2 separate regions of the Danio rerio genome follow, and region 1 is linked to region 2. A link is a contact called in public Micro-C data. All regions are on one chromosome and are shown on one strand. Each heading gives the region's core, a stretch centred on a gene start, on an enhancer-like site or on the middle of the called end of the contact. The rest is flanking DNA. Distances are from core to core; before and after follow the strand shown.

What was found. A called contact is a pair of places that touch in the nucleus more often than the background predicts.
Region 1: a Micro-C map of caudal fin shows a contact between it and region 2, with 8 times the contacts expected there. The contact joins the enhancer-like site here to the promoter of otud7b in region 2. A contact is called at or near these places in 4 of 18 Hi-C or Micro-C datasets (caudal fin, embryo, hematopoietic stem cells and 1 more) and 1 of 4 datasets of contacts at active chromatin or transcription factors (caudal fin).

What each region holds. Positions count from the first base shown.
Region 1 is chr16:50,442,936-50,449,131 of GRCz12tu, forward strand. It overlaps otud7b (OTU deubiquitinase 7B), which reads left to right. Exons shown (of 12, transcript NM_001077744.1): 10 at 81-195; 11 at 3,880-3,958. Among named protein-coding and RNA genes, the nearest start is that of mtmr11, 24 kb to the right of the region's middle. Within about 2 kb of position 3,531, at least 3 of the 62 cell types and tissues checked have an H3K27ac peak or open chromatin away from gene starts, as enhancers often do. A contact at or near this core is called in caudal fin, where this site is marked.
Region 2 is chr16:50,396,362-50,401,702 of GRCz12tu, forward strand. It overlaps otud7b (OTU deubiquitinase 7B), which reads left to right and starts at 3,709. Exons shown (of 12, transcript NM_001077744.1): 1 at 3,709-3,818. rbm8a (RNA binding motif protein 8A) reads left to right here. Exons shown (of 6, transcript NM_001013345.1): 5 at 2,066-2,202; 6 at 2,358-2,745. The coding sequence ends at 2,403.

The DNA of each region.
Region 1 (6,196 bases), core at 2,281-4,780, 46 kb after region 2:
AAGCCAAATAAACTGCAAAGTAGCCTCTTTCAGATTGCACTGACCGTTTGTAACCTTTTGTTTGCTAAAAACCTCCACAGTGGTGATCCCTCTGACAGATTCAGATCATAAGATGCTGCCTTTGCACTTTGCTGTGGATCCTGGGGCAGACTGGGAATGGGGCAAAGATGACAATGACAATGTGATGCTAGCAAGGTAAACATTTCATTTGTTTTATTGTTCACTACCTGACACTACGCCAGTCTTGTCGCCTATCCAAGTTTTAGGAAAAGCAAATAATAACTTGACTTTTAGTTGATTATTTGGTATTAGAGATGGCTAATATGAAAGGGAAAGGCCTCTAGATTACACTTATTTTACCAAAATAAAATATGATCATGCCTTGATTATTAATGATTTAATCAGGACAGTAAGATCTGACTTTGCTTAATCAAAAGTCTTGTCACTTAACAAAAATAATGTCCAGTATAGAATATAAAATCATGGAGCAGTGGAAACAGAATGAATATTGTTTATGACTCCCATGAGCCTGGAGGACTGCATCCATACATCTCTGCAAGACTCAAATAACTTATTAATAAAGTCATCTGTAATGGCAAAGAAAGTGTTCTTGCAGGACTCCCAGAGTTCATCAAGATTCTTTGGTTTCATCTTCAATGTCTCCTCCTTCATCTTGCCTCAGACATGCTCAATAATGTTCATGTCTGGTGACTGGGCTGGCCAATCCTGGAGCACCTTGACCTACTTTGCTTTCAGAAATTTTGATGTGGAGGCTGAAGCATGAGGAGCAGCGCTATCCTGCTGAAGAATTTTCCTTCTCCTGTGGTTTGTAATGTAAAGGGCAGCACAGATGTCTTGATATCTCAGGCTGTTGATGTTGCCATCCACTGCATATCTCTCGCACGCCTCATATTGAATGTAACCCCAAACCATAGTTTTTCCTTCACCAAACTTGACTGATTTCTTAGAGAATATTGGGTCCATGCCCCTTTCAATAGGTCCTCTGCTGTATTTGTGATGATTGTAATGCAGTTCAACATGATTCATCAGAAAAACCTTCTGCCACTTTTCAAATGATCAACTAGAAGTCAAGTTATCATTTGTTGCTCTTACAACTTGAATTGAAGACAAGACTTTTGTCAGGTAGTGTAATTTCAACACTTTACAATAAGGTTGTATTAGTTAATGTTAGTTAATGCTTTTATTAACAGGAACAAACAATGAACAATGCATTTATTACAGTATTTGTTCTTGTTGGTTAATGTTAATTAATATAAATACAGTTGTTGATTGTTAGTTCATGTTAACTCACGGTGCATTAACTAATGTTAAAAAGCATGACTTTGGATGTTTATAATGCTTTATTAAAAGTTGATCTTTGATTAATAAATTAGTTATTAGTTCATTATTAGTTCATGTTAGCAAATTCTTTATAATAAGGTTTCATTGGTAATGTGTGACCCAAAATGGTTTGTAGCATGAGTTTGCCTTCTGAAGTATGCCTAACAATATGGTTCAAGAGATCTGTAATGTTTTAGTTGCACAAACATCAACATTTCACAGCTTTTTTGTGTTGTTGTTTTTGTGCTTGTCGCTTTCTGTGCTCCAGTTACTGTTGCGCCTTTCTTCTCTCCTTGTTTAATTAACTGATCAATTGGAAATTAATTAGTTTGAAAGCCTCTGCTCATGCATAAAATAGACAGCATTAGTGAGATACTAACAGATGTCAACAGACAACAGTTTTAACTTGCATTTTTTGAATAAGCAAGAATATGTGCACTCACCGGCCACTTTATTAGGTACACCTTAGTAGTACCTGGTTGGACCCCCGTTTGCCTTAAGATCTGCTTTAATCCTTCATGGCATAAATTCAACAAGGTACTGGAGATTTTGGTCCTTATTGACATGATGGCATCACATAGTTGCTGCTGATTTGTCGCCTGCACATCCATGATGCGAATCTCACGTTCCACCTCATTTCAAAATTGCTCTATTGGATTGAGTTCTGGTGACTGTGGAGGCCATTTAAGTACAGTGAACTCATTGTCATGCTTTAAGAAACCAGTCTGAGATAATTCACGCTTTATGACATGGCGCGTTATTCTGCTGGAAGTAGCCCTCAAAAGATGGGTACACTGTGGTCATAAAGCGATGGACATGGTCAGCAACAATACTCCGGTAGGCTGTGGCGTTGACACGATGCTCAATTGGTACTAATGGGCCCAAAGTGTGCCAAGAGAATATCCTCCACACCATTACACCACCACCAGCAGCCTGAACCATTGATAGAAGGCAGGTTGAATTCATACTTTTATGTTCTTGATGCTAAATTCTGACCCTACCATCCGTATGTCGCAGCAGAAATCGAGACTCATCAGACCAGGCAACTTTTTTCCAAACTTCCAATCTTCTATTGTCCAATTTTGGTGACCTGAGTGAATTGTAGTCGAATTAGCTGACAGGAGTGGCACCCGGTGTGGTCTTCTGCTGCTGTAGCCCATCCACCTTAAGGTTGAATGTGTTGTACATTCAGAGATGCTTTTCTGCATACCTCATTTGTATCGGGTGGTTATTTGAGTTACTGTTGAATTTCTATCAGCTGGAACCAGTCTGGCCATTCTCCTCTGACTTCTGGCATCAATAAGGCATTTGAGCCCACAGAACTGCCGCTCACTAGATATTTTCTCTTTTTCAAACCATTATCTGTAAACACTAGAGATTATTGTGCGTGAAAATCCCAGTAGATCAGCAGTTTCTTAAATACTTAGACCAGCCCGTCTGCCACCAACAACCATCCTACATTCAAAGTCACTTAAATCACCTTTTTTCCCCATTCTGATGCTCTGTTTGAACTGCAGCAGATCGTCTTGACCATGTCTACATGCCTAAATGCATTGAGTTCTATTGAGTTTCTGCCATATGATTGGCTGATTAGAAATTTGTATTAACAAGCATTTACTCCATTGTTTCACCCTTCAGTTGTTACCGACTTATTTGAGTTTCTTTCCTCTGTTGATTCAAAGGAAGATATTTTAAAGAATGCTGAAAACCTGACTTCCATAGAAGGAAAAACAAATACTATGGAAGTCAATGGTCACAGGTTTTTATTGTGTTCATCAGAAGAAAAAAACTTAAACAGATTTGAAGCAAGTGAGCAAATGATGACAGAATTTTCAGTTTGGGGTGAACCATCCCTTTAAGTGTGAAGTGAAATGTCCTGGAGGGTTTTAAAGCACAAATTGGTAGCTTTCATTTTTACTGTAGCACATGCGCTAGAATGTTTTGCTATTTTTTGCACGGTAATATAAACTTGGGATGAGATTAAATTATTTTCTCTGGTATTTAGTAGACGTCAAAGATGCCATCCATAGATTTTCACTTGTTTTAAACCAAGAACATTCCTGTAATTGCTGTGTTGTGCTTGTAGCTGTGCTCAGAAAAAAAATGTTTTCAAAGTATTCTGATTATTTTGACCATGAAGCGCCAAATGACTCAGCTCTGACTTATTTAGAGCAGAGTTAAGTAATGTCTGAGCATAATGACGGCATTAGCCCTGTGGAGCCCGCTGGGACTGTGCCCTGTTGGCCAACACTCAAGATTAGCAACTTTCGTTCTTTAATGCAGATTATCCTAAATGCTTGCTATGAATGGAACACAGAAAAGCTCTTACAGTTGAGGGTTGTAGTTCCCTCTCATTCAGTTTTCACATTTGTTATCCTGTTGTAGATTTGACCTAAATATCTCATCTCAAATCTTGTCTTTTGCCAATGTTATGTACTTTTCATAAATGTTCCTGAATTCTTTGCTGTTGTGAGTCATTTTAGGTTCTGCATTTGCAGTGAGTTGAATTGCTCTGATCTGCCTGTTGTTTGGTTTCAGTGTAACCTTATCTCTGGAGGCCAAGCTCCATCTGCTGCATTGCTACATGACTGTCACCTGGCTTCCTCTGCCCTGTGAGGTACAGGTGAGCTTCTTGCTTTGTTTGACATGCTAACAAGAATTGAACTGGTTTATTGTGAAATTATTGTGAAATGTCAACGTGAAATCTTTTGTAAACAATTTACTCTGACAGTTTAAAAAGTACACTGCGTGCCCTATGGATACTATAAATATATAGTGCATCCGGAAAGTATTCATAGCGCTTCACTTTTTCCACATTTTTTTTCTTTTTTTGTTACAATGTTAGTTTTTGTTGATTAAATTCATTTTATTTCCTCAACATTCTAATACCTATTATGACAATGTGAAAAAGTTTTTAAAAATTGTTGGTCAAAATATCAATGGGGTGGCTTTACAGCAACTCGGGGAATGTCTTTGAGTGGCACAGCCAGAGCCCAGATCTAAATCCCATTGAACATCTCTGGAGAGATCTGAAAATGGCTGTGCACCGTCGCTTCCCATTCAACCTGATAGAGCTTGAGAGGTACTGCAAAGAGGAATGAGCAAAAATTCCCAAAGACAGGTGTGCCAAGCTTGTGGCCTCATATTCAAAAAGACTTGATGCTGTACTTGCTGCCAAAGGTGCATCAACAAAGTATTGAGCAAAGGCTGTGAATACTTATGCACATGTGATTTTTCATGTTTTTTATTTTTAATAAGTTTGTTATAATTAAAAAAAATAAGAATTTTTATAACTTGTGCATTGTACATGAGTACTCTCAGATATTGGTGTGTATGTATTTTTTTTTTTATTATACTATGAAACTATTGTACTATATTGTACCAATATTATAACTGACTATTATTATGATCCTGAACTAGAATTATTCACTTTTAAATGATTTGTTTTAAATAGTAATCAAATATCAAAATGCAAATAATATTATTTCAGAAAAAAATGATACATTTGAGCAATTGTATGCATCAAATCGGAGTTTGCATGTTCTCCTTGTGTACGTGTGGGTTTTCTCTGGGTGCTCCGGTTTCCCCCACAAGTCCAAAGACATGTTGTACAAGTGAATTGAGTAGACTAAATTGTCCATAGTGTATGTGTGTGAATGAGTGAGTATGGATGTTTCCCTGTGATGGGTTGCGGCTGGAAGGGCATCCGCTGCATAAAACGTGCTGGATAAGTTGGCGGTTCATTCCGCTGTGGCTAACCCAGATTATTAAACAGACTAAGCCGAAAAAAAAAAAAAAATATGAGTATGCGTCAAATCTTTTTAAAATTAATTTATTTAATTTATGTTTTAGAAGAATCATCTTGTCTCCTTGAAAAATGATACAAATTTATCTCAATCTTAAGTCATTTTTATATTGTATTATCGCAGTATCATCTATAACGGGCATGACCAAACTCGAGCATTGTCCCAAATGGCACACTATGCACTTATGCACTATGTACTTATCAGAGCTGTGCATTGTCCTAAATGGCACACTATGCACTATGTACTTATCAGAGCTGTGCACAGGGGGGTGGCCCGGTGGCTAGAGCCACTGCCCCTCTGCCCTCATTGGCTGAGGTGCCCCTTCCCGCTCTTCACTATGCGATTGTGTTGAGCACCTGCCCCTGTAAAGGTCTGTGCACGGGCCTGGTACTTATGCACTTACACACTCAACAGTATTTTATTTGAATGTAGTGTCGTCACAAATGGAACTCTAATGTTTTTTTTGTTTTTTTTACTAAGCAGAAATTAAAACCGTTTCCCTGATGATGTTTTTACGGTCGCCAAATTTGAAAAGTGAAATGAATGATCACTCTCATAGGGGAATTTTGATTTCACAATCCAAAATAAATAATGAAATCCCATATAAGAGCCTGAAAGCTCTGCCCCTTCCACTACGTGAGCAAAGTTGCGGTTGTTGAGTGCGTGAAGTGTCCAACATTCCACACATTTTACTGGTTGAATAAGTCCATCATCCGGGTATTTAAAGTGCACTTGTTCTTTTTAGAGTTTTCAGTGTTCATCTGTGAATGAACGTCGCCTCGTGGTTCCATCCCAAAGAGGGAAGAAATCACTTTCGCTCACGCTCACGCTCAATCTGCCCAGTTGGTGGAATGAACTCCCTAACTGCATCAGAACAGCAGAGTCACTCGCTACTTTCAAGAAACGACTAAAAACTCAACTATTTAGTCTCCACTTCACTTCCTAATCTGCAATTGCCTCTCTGAATAGCACACTAACTGTACCCAAAAAAAAAAAAAAATTACTAATATTACCAATACTTCCCTTCTTAGACTTTACAGACCTGAAAC
Region 2 (5,341 bases), core at 2,459-4,958:
AGAGTTGCTGCCGTGTGATTGGCTAATTAGAAATATGTGTTAATGAGCAGTTAGACAGGTCTACCTAATAAAGTTAATAATAAAAGTGAATAAATAAATAAAATAATAAAGTCAGTGTATGTAATGATAGTCTGGGTAAAAAGTAGGGGTGTCACGATTTCGATTTTTAATCGAAATCGATCGAAATTTATGCTCAATTTCGATTATCGAATCAAAAAATAGAATCGTTGAGGCTGCCACGCCCCCATGTCACATCAGCTTGGCTTGCCAAGCGGGAAAAAACAGGCTTGTTGAAGTGCTTGTTAAACTGCAGAAGCAGCAGACCCGTCGACAGAACTTAAACCCTCTCCTCTTTCAATGAAGTCGCCGGTGTGTAAGCATTTAGGATTTCCAGTGAGTTATGTTGACAACGTTCGTGTTGTCAAAAAAAAACACAGTTTTGCAAGCTCTGCTATGTACGTATTGCGTACGTTTCGTCCGATAGACAACACCGGCATCGCGATCCTCCGCCCGCCCCCGTTGCAAATCCGCTTGCGAAAAGTACACACTCAGGCCCTGTTTACACTGTCTTTGTTTTTAAATGGCATTTTAGAATGACAACGATTTGACATCCACAGTGGCGTGTAGCATTTCTGAGCAGCCCTCCTTCCTCTCTACCTCTGACAATGCACATCAGGTGACCACACAGACACAGACGCATACACAGCCATGCGCTCGAGACAGCAGGTCCAGGCAGTCAGAGGACTGCTTCAATCTTTCACTCACTTGTACTTAGTCATTTTAGCGAACACCTCAGATACTGTTGGCTAGTTCCTGTTGGATGTGCGTCTTTTTTTACAGATGCCATTATAACGACACAATCACTGCCTATTCACGAGTCCCGCAGAAAAAGTGATTGACAGGTGGTAATTATGTGTGTATCTTGCCTTTATTCATTTACTGTATGATTTGTTTATCGGTAAAACAAAGACTATGCAGGTCAGGTAGTTTAAACGGTAGGCTACAAATAATTAATTGGTCATTAATTAATTAATTATTCATAAAAATTAGAAAATCGAATCGTGCCTTTAGAATCGAAAATGTAATCAAATCGAGGATTTGGAGGATCGTGACACCCTTAGTAAAAAGACTTGTATATGTGTTTGTGTATAAAAAATATATATTTGCTTTAGGAGGGAAAAAAGTTCTTTCATATGACCGGTGGAAACTTTTGCAGTAACTCTAAGTGGTTGTAGATTTCCCTTACTGGAAAAATAATTTTTCTTATGTAGAGGAATTGATGAATCAGAAATCGTGCATGTTCTCGATGTTGTCCAGCAGATGGTGGTGTTTTATACAGAACACACAGTTTGACTTGACTGTGTGTTTCATTTGATTATATTGCTGTTTCTTATGGAGCCTACTGAAATTTCTCATCGGATCATTAGTTGCAACGGCTTTGTTTGTCCAGAGATGTCCATTTTAGAATTTTGCTTTTATAATAAATTTTAAAGCTCATTCTGTCTGCATTGTTTACATGTCATATTAAGTATTGATTATTCAAAACTTTCATATCTAAGAAATCTAATCATGTTCCATTAAAAATATACTCTTGAACTGGTTAATTTGCATTATGATAATATCTTGGGCATACTGTATAAATTGGAGAGTTTAAATGTTGTACATTAGAAGTATTTTGTCTATGATATTATCCTAATTGTTGTCTTTAATAATAAGCAAGCTGATATTGCAGATTGTCACTACAACAAACTTATTTATTTTGTTTTCTTATGATGTTTCTCATCATTTGCTGTGACTCATAACTATTGAAGTTGTATTTCTAGGTTTTTTTCAAGCATAAAATGTTTAGTTTGGCTGTTTTAAGACTCATGAGACCGTTCTAAAACCAGGCAACCCTTTTCATACATAGTTTAAAACATTCACTTTATTTTCATGATTTTTGTATGTTGTTTATCTGTACATTTATTACAGTTGTGGTATTTTATTTGAAGCTGTCAGTGTTAAACATACATTCAATAAAGTTAACTTAATGAAACTTAATTTATTTTTATTTTTTTCCCCATAGGGCTATGCATTGGTGGAGTACGAGACCTACAAAGAAGCACAGGCTGCAATGGAGGGTCTGAATGGTCAAGAACTTATGGGACAACCAATCAGTGTTGACTGGTGCTTTGTAAGGGGACCCCCGAAGAGCAAGAGGAGGTGAGTCAGTTTCTTATCTTGTTAAACTGGATTTATATACTCAGGCCTTTTCACTCGCAAACTTCATTTGTACTGGAGATTTGTCTTCTATTGGATTTGGTAATGATACAGGCCGTAATACAACATGACTGATGGACTGTTGTGTTTTCCTCTAGGGGTGGAAGGAGGCGCAGCAGGAGTCCTGACAGACGGCGACGCTGATTTTACCCCTGTTTGCCTCCGGTGTCTGTTTCCCAGCCGCTGTGGGATCATTTTTCAACACAGTTTGGAGTCAGATTGAAGTGTATCTCTTTAAATAAAGGTTTTAGTGGGTTTTTTCCTCGTAATTGTTAGTTTTTCAGCATCTGCCTGGTGGCATTTTGTTAATGAAGTTGCTGACACGTACATGTTAAACCTGTTGGTATTTTCAACACCATTTTATTTACTTTTTTTTTGTACAAAGTGGAAGTTCACTTTAAAATGTATGTGGATTGACATGTATTCACTCATTGAAACTCGTTGTTGTGAGTAGTGATCTGTATATTTCCAATAAATTAATTTGGATTAAAATCTGTTGCTGTCCTGCTTTTCATTTTAGCACCTTTTTAAAATAGGTTATACTTACAGTTTACTCAAATATATGCAGTAATTAACTAGTATAAGAATGAATAGCTTGAATCGACAAACTGTATGTGTAAAATGAAGTTTCTTCTGAGGTGTTTTCTACTTTGGTCCAATTTTTAGCAGGAAATTAAAAATATATTTTTTTCTTGAGTTCAAAATGTTGTCTATCATCATATGCTCTTTGCCTTTTCTGAACTAAATATTAAATAATCTTATCGTTCCAAAGTATGATTTAACAGATTAGGAATTTTTATATAATTATTAATGTTGGTAGCTGATTATGTGTTCATTACTTAAAATTGAGTGTTGTATTGTTTAAAAATTGATGAAATTATTTATTACTAGAACTTTTATTCAGTAAACAATGCCACATCTCTGTTAGGAAATTTTTAGACCACTTGTTTTCCACAGAAATGATTGCTTATCTCATAGCAAAAATAACCCATGAGGTCATGCTGGGGGAGCATGTGGAATTAACCAGACAATATAATGATGACGTTTTTCCAGCATCAGCAAATCACATCGTGACTAAGCCGGTCCCCTTAAATAAAATTGGTGCTTATTGCTTTGTCACTGTCACTCGGGTCCGATTTTCTTTCATAGGCTCCTCTAACCGATGCCCATCATGTGCAATGTGGCTAACCAACCAGCGTGGAATACTGAGATCCCACTCTCTCCTCACATTTGCCATTTACAGCCTGAAGGCGGAGCTAATGAGGAAACTCCAACTGTCATTGGCTCACGTCTATGCCTGTCAACCTCAACTCGCTCGATGATTGGCCGACACGGCTAGTTGAGTTTCCTTAGATGGGCGGATTTGTATCGCCTTGACGTTGTTGTTGTGGGAGTAAGAATGTACTTAGTCGTCAAGTCTTTATAAGACAAAAAGCAAGACGTTTCTTTGATATTTACATAACACAACAATAGCACACAACCCAAGAGGAAGTATTTTCTGCGAGCGAACAGCCAAGAGTGGGAGGAAATGAGAGAGAAATTCCGCGAGGCCGCTCGAGGTAAGCGCGCAACTGCATTAGCTTTAGCTCCGCGAGCCCGAAAAACCCTCACGAGCGTTTTGTAACGGAACCGGGTCGATTTTCTCCAGCCCCTGAGTGTCTGTGATGAAAGCAAAGTGTCTGTTATTTCCTCTACATCAATAGTTTGGCTCCGGTTTATACGTTATGTTTTGAAAAACTGTGTGAAAGTAGAGCGTTAATAAAGGAAAGTTGGCCGTTAGGTCATGTTTTAGGCTGGACACTCCGAGGGGACCACGACTGACCCTTCTTTAACTGATGAAACTAGATAAACTAGCTGTGTACAGACCATAAAAGTTTGTTACAAGTCTCATCAGTCGCTCTAAATTGTGCACGAGAACATTTGGTAACAGTAATTGAGCTAACGCAGTATTTGTACCTCAGCAACTTTGGGAGACACTCATACTGTCTGCTAGCCGAGCTGCTAACTAACTGGTCAAGCAATGACAGTTTTCGAGATGGACGAAGTGTGCAGTTTTAAATGTTGAGAGAATAAGAACTTAATTGTGTTTAAATGGCTATCAAATGCTAGCATGTCTCTCCTTTCTTCCACTTGACCCTTCATGCCTCACTGGTATTTTGTTGTCATGTCTGTGTGTTCTGTATTGTACGCGGACCAGTCAATCATATTTGATTAGCATCTGTTTTATAGTTTGTAACGTTATATTGAATACAGCGTGTGTTCCATACGTTTCCACTGTGTGTAAGTGACTGAGGTAAAGTTGGTTTTATATTCACACATTAGCTCATTTAACTGTCTCTGTATTGTTTACCACGCTAATTTGAATATTCATGCAGAATTAGCATGGAAGTATAATTTCAAATCAACATTATCACTTTCTAATTGACCAAACAATGTTTTACTTTGATGGTCATCAGCTGCTAATATGATTTCAGTATTTAGAATTTACAAAGAATACATTTTTGAAATGATATTCTTAAGGAGAATGTCTGAATATCCGAATATAAATCCAACTTTTGCTGTATTTGTAAGTGTATTATTTATCTGCCTGTCATCATTGAGCTAAATATCATACACTTCCAAAATGTATTGATTAGGAAAAAGCATCTATCTCTCTGTACCGTAATTGAATATGTTGGGCAGTTTTAGCTGGACGAATGAAAATATATGTTTATACACTGTAATATTTACTAATTAAACAATTTGATCTATGATATTACTATTATTTGAAGATCAAGAACATTTTGAGGAATGTAAACAGTAACTGACCTAATACCTGTATTACATTTTTAACTTCCAAAGCTTCCAAGAATCCAAAAATATCCACATATTGATAATGCTGTGATAGCTGCTTTAATATTAAGGTTTGATTAAATTGCCTCTTGTTACAGTTATAGAATAGTTTAATAATATGATAGTAGTAATAATATGATTTTAAGATTAATGGTAGTAATAATATGATTTCAGTATGTAGAATTTGCTAATTTGCTAAGCTTTTCTGAAATTATATTAAGGAGAATGCCTGAATATCTGAATATAAATC